Regions from separate parts of the Macaca mulatta genome. Here region 2 is linked to region 1. Evidence: chromatin contacts called from public Hi-C data. All regions are on one chromosome and are shown on one strand. The core of a region is the stretch at or near the end of the contact, and the rest is flanking DNA. Distances in the headings are between cores, read along the strand shown.

Evidence for each region. Hi-C and Micro-C count contacts between places; a contact is called where the count stands out from the background.
Region 2: a contact with region 1 is called in a Hi-C map of blood, with 2.2 times the contacts expected there. The contact joins the promoter of DOP1B here to the promoter of MORC3 in region 1. A contact is called at or near these places in 4 of 14 Hi-C or Micro-C datasets (CD4 T cells, blood, fibroblasts and 1 more).

Annotation. Positions count from the first base shown.
Region 1 is chr3:11,110,662-11,113,673 of T2T-MMU8v2.0, forward strand. MORC3 (MORC family CW-type zinc finger 3) reads right to left here and starts at 1,513. Exons shown (of 17, transcript XM_015132916.3): 1 at 1,461-1,513. The coding sequence starts at 1,499.
Region 2 is chr3:11,265,803-11,268,814 of T2T-MMU8v2.0, forward strand. It overlaps DOP1B (DOP1 leucine zipper like protein B), which reads right to left and starts at 1,492. Exons shown (of 37, transcript XM_015132917.3): 1 at 1,333-1,492. It overlaps LOC144339659 (a long non-coding RNA gene), which reads left to right and starts at 1,963. Exons shown (of 5, transcript XR_013414921.1): 1 at 1,963-2,066.

The sequences.
Region 1 (3,012 bases), core at 263-2,762:
AGACTCAACCTCGAGAGGGGAAGGAGAGAGAAGCCGGGAAAGAAGAGAGGGGGAAAAGGGAGGGAGAGAGAATAGAGATTTTGAACTAGATAAGGCCAGACTTTACAATACCTTAAGCTAACGGGAAAGCGTTAGTCAACCCAGATTCACACAAGTGGGGAATAATTAATGTTTACAGCCAATGGTTAAAAAAAAAAAAAAAAAAGAATAAAATTGTCCTCTATTTTCAAACTACCAAAGCCTAGCTGGCTCAATAAGCCAGTTACATAACGAAAGGATGGACCTTTATCTAGAATACGTAAAGAACTCTTACAAATCAATAAAGATCCTCCCAAAAGAAAAATAGAAAATGGGCAAAGGATATGAATAGGCAATTCAAAAAAAAAACCAAAACAAAAAACCACAAAGACATGCGAAGAGCTCAACCACACAACATAGTCAAGGAAATGCAAGTAAAAGCAGATATCATTTCACAAAGATCGGACTAGAAAAAATTTAAAGTCCGTCAAAACCAGGCGTTAGAATCTGCCTAAACGAATGAAAGAAGTCGCAGAGCAATGCACCAATTATTCTCTACGTGTTCGTACCCCAGCAGTCACTACCCATTCGAATGTTAAAATTAGTGGCACTAGGGCAGTCATTCTTCGGCAAGAGTCAACAACCTCCAAAAAAGAGGAACGTTTCAGCATAACAACAATTGCGCTCACAAGGAAGTAAAGTTTTTTAGGATAATCAGGTGGGGAAGCCACGCCCACATTTCCTGGACGTGAGATTCAAGTTACCTTGTGTGACCGCTCCCTACGATTTAAGATACATGAAATGTTCGCAGGGTTTCCAAGAACTCGAAACGCCCCAAAACAGACGCAACGTGGGATAGAGGAGAGCTCGAGCTCGGCGATCTAGGGTCTGGGCCCCAGGGCTTCCACTGCCAAGGAAGCTGCGGGCACTGACAGGTATCAGGCACACTCATCCCGACTCCACCCGCCCGCGGGCAGGCCCGGAGCCCAGTCCCCGCCCCCGGGAGGTCGAGGCCGCCGGCGTTTCTGGACGCGGAACCCGCTCCTTTCCCACCACGGCGCCCAGCGGACAGAAAAGTCAGGGGCGCCGCGGCCCCGGGAGCAGTCCGGTCTCCCGCCGAGGCCTCGCCCGCGGACGACAGCTGCGGGTAGACTAGAAGGGAGCTGGGAGGAGGGCCGCGACCCTGGCCCTCCCCGAAGCAAAACAGAAACACAATGCAGAGGCGACGGAACGCAGCCCGTCCCGCGCCGCCCCAGCCCGACCCGCAGCCGAGCCGCTCCGCCGACGGGAGCGAGATGGCCGCCCCCTCCCCTGGCCCCGCCGCAGCCCCCGCCGCCTCGCCGGCCCCACAAGCCGCCACCGCCCACTGCCGGCCCACCCTCGCTTGCCCGCCTGCCCGCCCTCCTGGGATACGGCCCGCTCCACCCCTCGCGGCTGCTCACCGCGCTGAGGCGTATCCCGCGGGGTGGCTGCGCCGCCATCTTGAGCTAGCTACAAAGCCAGGACCGGCCTCCGCCGCAACCCGACTGGGCGGCGGCGGAACGACTGTGGAGCCCTTGGGGCCCGCCCACTTCCGGGGAGGGGCTCACATCTGGCCCCTCCCACCCACTTCCGCCTCCAGGCAATGCCGAATTGGGAGCTTCGGGAAGGAAGGTGAATTGGCTGGCTAGTTAGAGCAGGGTACACTGGGAGCTGAGCTTCGAGCGCGGGGCCCTGCGGGCCTAGGGCGCATGCGCGAGGCGCGGCGGGCACGTACCCGTCTCCACGCCCAGCTGGACCTCGAGACTCGGGGATCTAGCTTCTGAAGCCTGGCGCAAGGTGCGGTACACCCGAGACAGGTGAACTCCAGTCACTTGACCTGGTAGGATGTGAATTTTTGCGCTGAAAAAAGCCATTGCATATCCTCCAGTGTTCATGTGAAAATAAAGACAGACATTAATGGAGACTCTTTGGATTTGCCCTGAAAATTATCAGCCTAACTCATGATTAAAAAAAAAAAAGAGTTCTAGGGCCGGGCGCGGTGGCTCACGCCTGTAATCCCAGCACTTTGGGAGGGCAAGGCGGGCGGATCACCCGAGGTCAGAAGTTGGAGACCAGCCTGACCAACATGAAGAAACCCCATCTCTATTAAAAATATAAAATTAGCCGGGCGTGGTGGCGCATGCCTGTGATCCCAGCTACTCGGGAGGCAGAGGCAGGAGAATGTTTGAACCCAGGAGGCGGAGGTTACAATGAGCCGAGATTGCACCATTGCACTCCAGCCTGGGCAACAAGAGTGAAACTCCGTCTCAAAATAAATAGAGTCCTAAAGGCATAAGGCCAGTCGCAGTGGCTCACGCCTATAATCCCAACACATTGGGAGGTCAAGGCTGGGGGTTCACTTGATAGGGTTCAAAACCAGCCTGGCCAACATGGTGAAACCCCATCTCTACTAAAAATACAAAAATTAGCTGGGCATGGTGGTGGGCGCCTGTAATCCCAGCTACTAGGGAGGCTGAGGCAGGAGAATTGTGTGAACCCAGGACAGAGAGGTTGCAGTGAGCCCAGGTCGCGCCACTGTACTCCAGCCTGGGCGACAGAGCGAGACTGTCTCAAAAAAATTATTTATTTTTAAAAAGAGAAATTGGCTGGGTGCAGTGGCTCATGCCTGTAATCTCAGCACTTTGAGAGGCTAAATTGCGAGGATCTCTTGAACCCAGGAGTTCGAGACGAGCCTGGGCAACACGAGGAGACCTCATCTTTACAAAAAAAAAAAAAATTGAATTAGCTGGCAGGGTGTGGTGGCTCACACATGTAATCCCAGCACTTTGGGAGGCTAAGATGGGCAGATCACTTGAGGTCAGGAGTTTGAGACCAGCCTGACCAACATAGAGAAACCCCGTCTCTACTAAAAATACAAAATTAGCCAGGCATGGTGGCACATGCGTATAGTCCCGGCTACTGGGGAGGCTGAGGCAGGAGAATCTCTTGAACCCAGGAGGCGGAGGTTGCGGT
Region 2 (3,012 bases), core at 242-2,741, 160 kb after region 1:
GAACAGTTCAGTAAACCCGACAGTTATACAGCCTATAGATAACTAGACACACAAAGAAGTAATCACATAAGAAGTGTATCTACTCAGATACCTTAAAATCGAAAACGTCAGCAAGAAATCTCTCACTTTACCCATTTTTAATTTCACAGAAAATCAAATTCAGGGTTGAGCACTGTGGCTCATATCCGTAATTCAAGCACTTCAATAGGCCGAGGAGGAAGGATTGCTTGAGCCCAGGAGTTTGAGAGCAGACTGGGCAACACAGTGAGACCTTCGTCTCAAAATAATAATAATAATAATAATAATAATAATAATAATATAGAAAAAGAAAAAAACAAGTTCAAGAGAAAAACCAACTGCCAGATCCCAAAAAAGTTCACTGTAAATATGTTTATATGAAGGAACATTTCTGAGCTCGATGAAAATGAGGACACAGTGACCCTACCACATAAGCAAAAACATTTAGCAACAGATAACAGATATGTACTATTAGTAATAAAATGATAACGATCCTTAGTCTACAGCACAGAAACACTCATTACCAATGGTCTTAACTGTGGGACACACTGTTTTGAATTTGGTCTTTCAGAGTGGTAATCAAATTGTACTGGAAAAATTTTAAGCCACCTAATGCCAGGAGGCTTGTGGGGCCGGAGGCACGGTCTTCCATCACCTTACCAAAAAAATCCTAGCAAAGTCTTCCCAATTGCGGGGCTGCAGTCGCGAGTGTGGGGCAACACCTGCGGGTAACAGTCCACGCGAGCAGTCGGGAACCCCGCAGGGCGCAGGGGCCAGGATGGCGGAGCGCGCACTGCGGCCCGGATACCTTCTCCTGAGGCCTGGCTGGAAGACTGGGGTCTTCCCCGACGAGGAAAGCCCTCAGTTCTCACAGGTCCGCGTCCCCAGTCTCCTCCCCAGCCAGGACCGCACGAGCAAACAAAGGCTGAGCGTCTCGCTGTGGGCCCGCCCCGGGAGAGCGCGCGGGCCGCGATCCACCCCTGACCTGCACCTGCCGCCCCGCTCGGTGAGGGCGTGGCCGGCATCACATCCTCCGCGCCAGGGTCGGGTAACCCGAGGGGACCCCACCCAGTCTCCCAGCTGCCCTCCGGGTCTACGGCCCCGAGCTCCCCGCCCCTGCACTGCAGCAGCGCGCGCCGCGGGCCCGGGCCGCGCGCCGGGAAACCACCTGCACCCCGAGCCGCCCACGGCGCCGCCCAAGCCCTCTGGACCTGGGGAAGGGCCCGCGGGCCGGCGGGGAGGAGACGCGAGGCTCCTCCGGCTTCGCCCAGCGGCTGAGGACTGGACGCCGGGCAGGGCGCGGGCACGACTTACCCGCGGCAGTGGCCCTGTTGGCGGGCGCGCTCACGTGCGGCGCGGAGGAGCCCGCCGAGCTGAGGGAGAGAGACTGGGCAGGGGCTGCGGCGCGGCCGGGAGCCAGAACCACCGATAAAGCGCCGCGCCTGAGAACCAGCAGCGGCTGCTCTTCCTTACTGCGGGGGTCGGGGCGGAGCCTGGAGGCGGGGCCTCGGAGCTTGGGCCGGGGATGGAAGGCGGGGCTGGACGCCTGGAGGCGGGGTTAGGGGCGGAACCTGGAGGTGGGCCATAGGCACGCGGGGGCGGGGTTTCCGCGGGCCGGGCGGAACTAGAAGACTGGGCCTGACCCATGGAGGCGGGATCAAGGGCGGGGCCTGGAAGTGGGCCGTCGGTACAGGGGCGGGGCTGCGGCAGGCAGGGCTGGGTTGGAAGGCGTGGCCTGACTCATGAAGGCAGGATCGAGGGCGGTGCCTGGGGGATGGGCCATAACAGCAGGGGCGGGACCTGGGCGGGCCGGGCTGGACTGAAAGGCGAGGCTTGACTCATGGAGGCGGGATCAGGGGCGGGGCCTGAAGGTGGGCCATTGGTGTTAGGGCGGGGCTTCGGCTTGGGAGCAGAGCTTGGGGAGGGCCCCGGCGTGCTGGGGCCATTCAGTCGCCACAGCCGCGGAGTGAGGGCCGAGAGTCTTCCTTAGCTTCCCCGCCATAGGCGTCGTTTCGTAGCCGGGCTGCTCCGGGGAAGGCCTCGTACAGGTGGGTAGGGCGGCGTCTGCGCCTCACCTGGGGACCCCCGACACAACCGAGTGGAAGGGGACAATGGTCAGTGCCCGCCCAAGGTCGTCCGGGTGTGCATCGGCCCTCGGAGGTGCTTTGGAGTCATTCACAGAAACGGAGAAGCGGGGGCTCCTCGAAGGGTGCGCGGCACCTGGTTCACCCCATCTTTTCCTTCTGGACCACGTCCAAGCCCTCCACACACGCTTGGGGCGCAGAGGTCGCAGAGGGCGCGGCCGGCTTAGGACCCCCGCTAAGTTGCCTCAGCCCGCACGGGCCTCAGGTTTCCGACCCCGGGCGACGGGAGAGATGAGATCATTTCTACCTGGACGGAGCTTGTCACGTGGGCTGTGGCTCAGGAAGGAGACCTTGACGTCAACCTTAGAAAGCATTCATATCTCCAGACAATCCCAGCCCCTGCCTGCCGTCCTCTCGAGCGCTGGGACCTGGACGGTCCAGTCCGACCGCTTCAGGACTGGACGCACCTGGATGGTGCTTGTTAGGCAGTGCAAGGCCTGTCCCCACCCAGCTGTGGCTCCAGCCAACCCGAAGCGGGCCACTTGTGGATGAAGGCTGTCATTTCTGCAGTGGCGTCGCTCCTTTTAACCCCCGAGCGTCCTTTAGAAATGTTCAGACCAGGTCTGGAGTTCGTGAAGGCGAGGCAGTAGTCAATGAGCTTGGGAGGTGGGGGAGGTATGAGCACGTGAAAGTTGTTTAGGACACTTTGTGTTTATGCATGTTTCTAGGGAAGGGGTATATTATCAGATCCCAAAGTGGATCTGACACTTCCCTGGAAACAGTAAGAATATTTTAATAGTTTGGGATGCTGGACCTGTGGCCCAGCCAGGCTGCTGATTCTGATTTTGTCTCCATTTGGCGTATACCAAGTGCCCCAGATGTAAATCCTCTCATGGTCAATTTGAGGAAT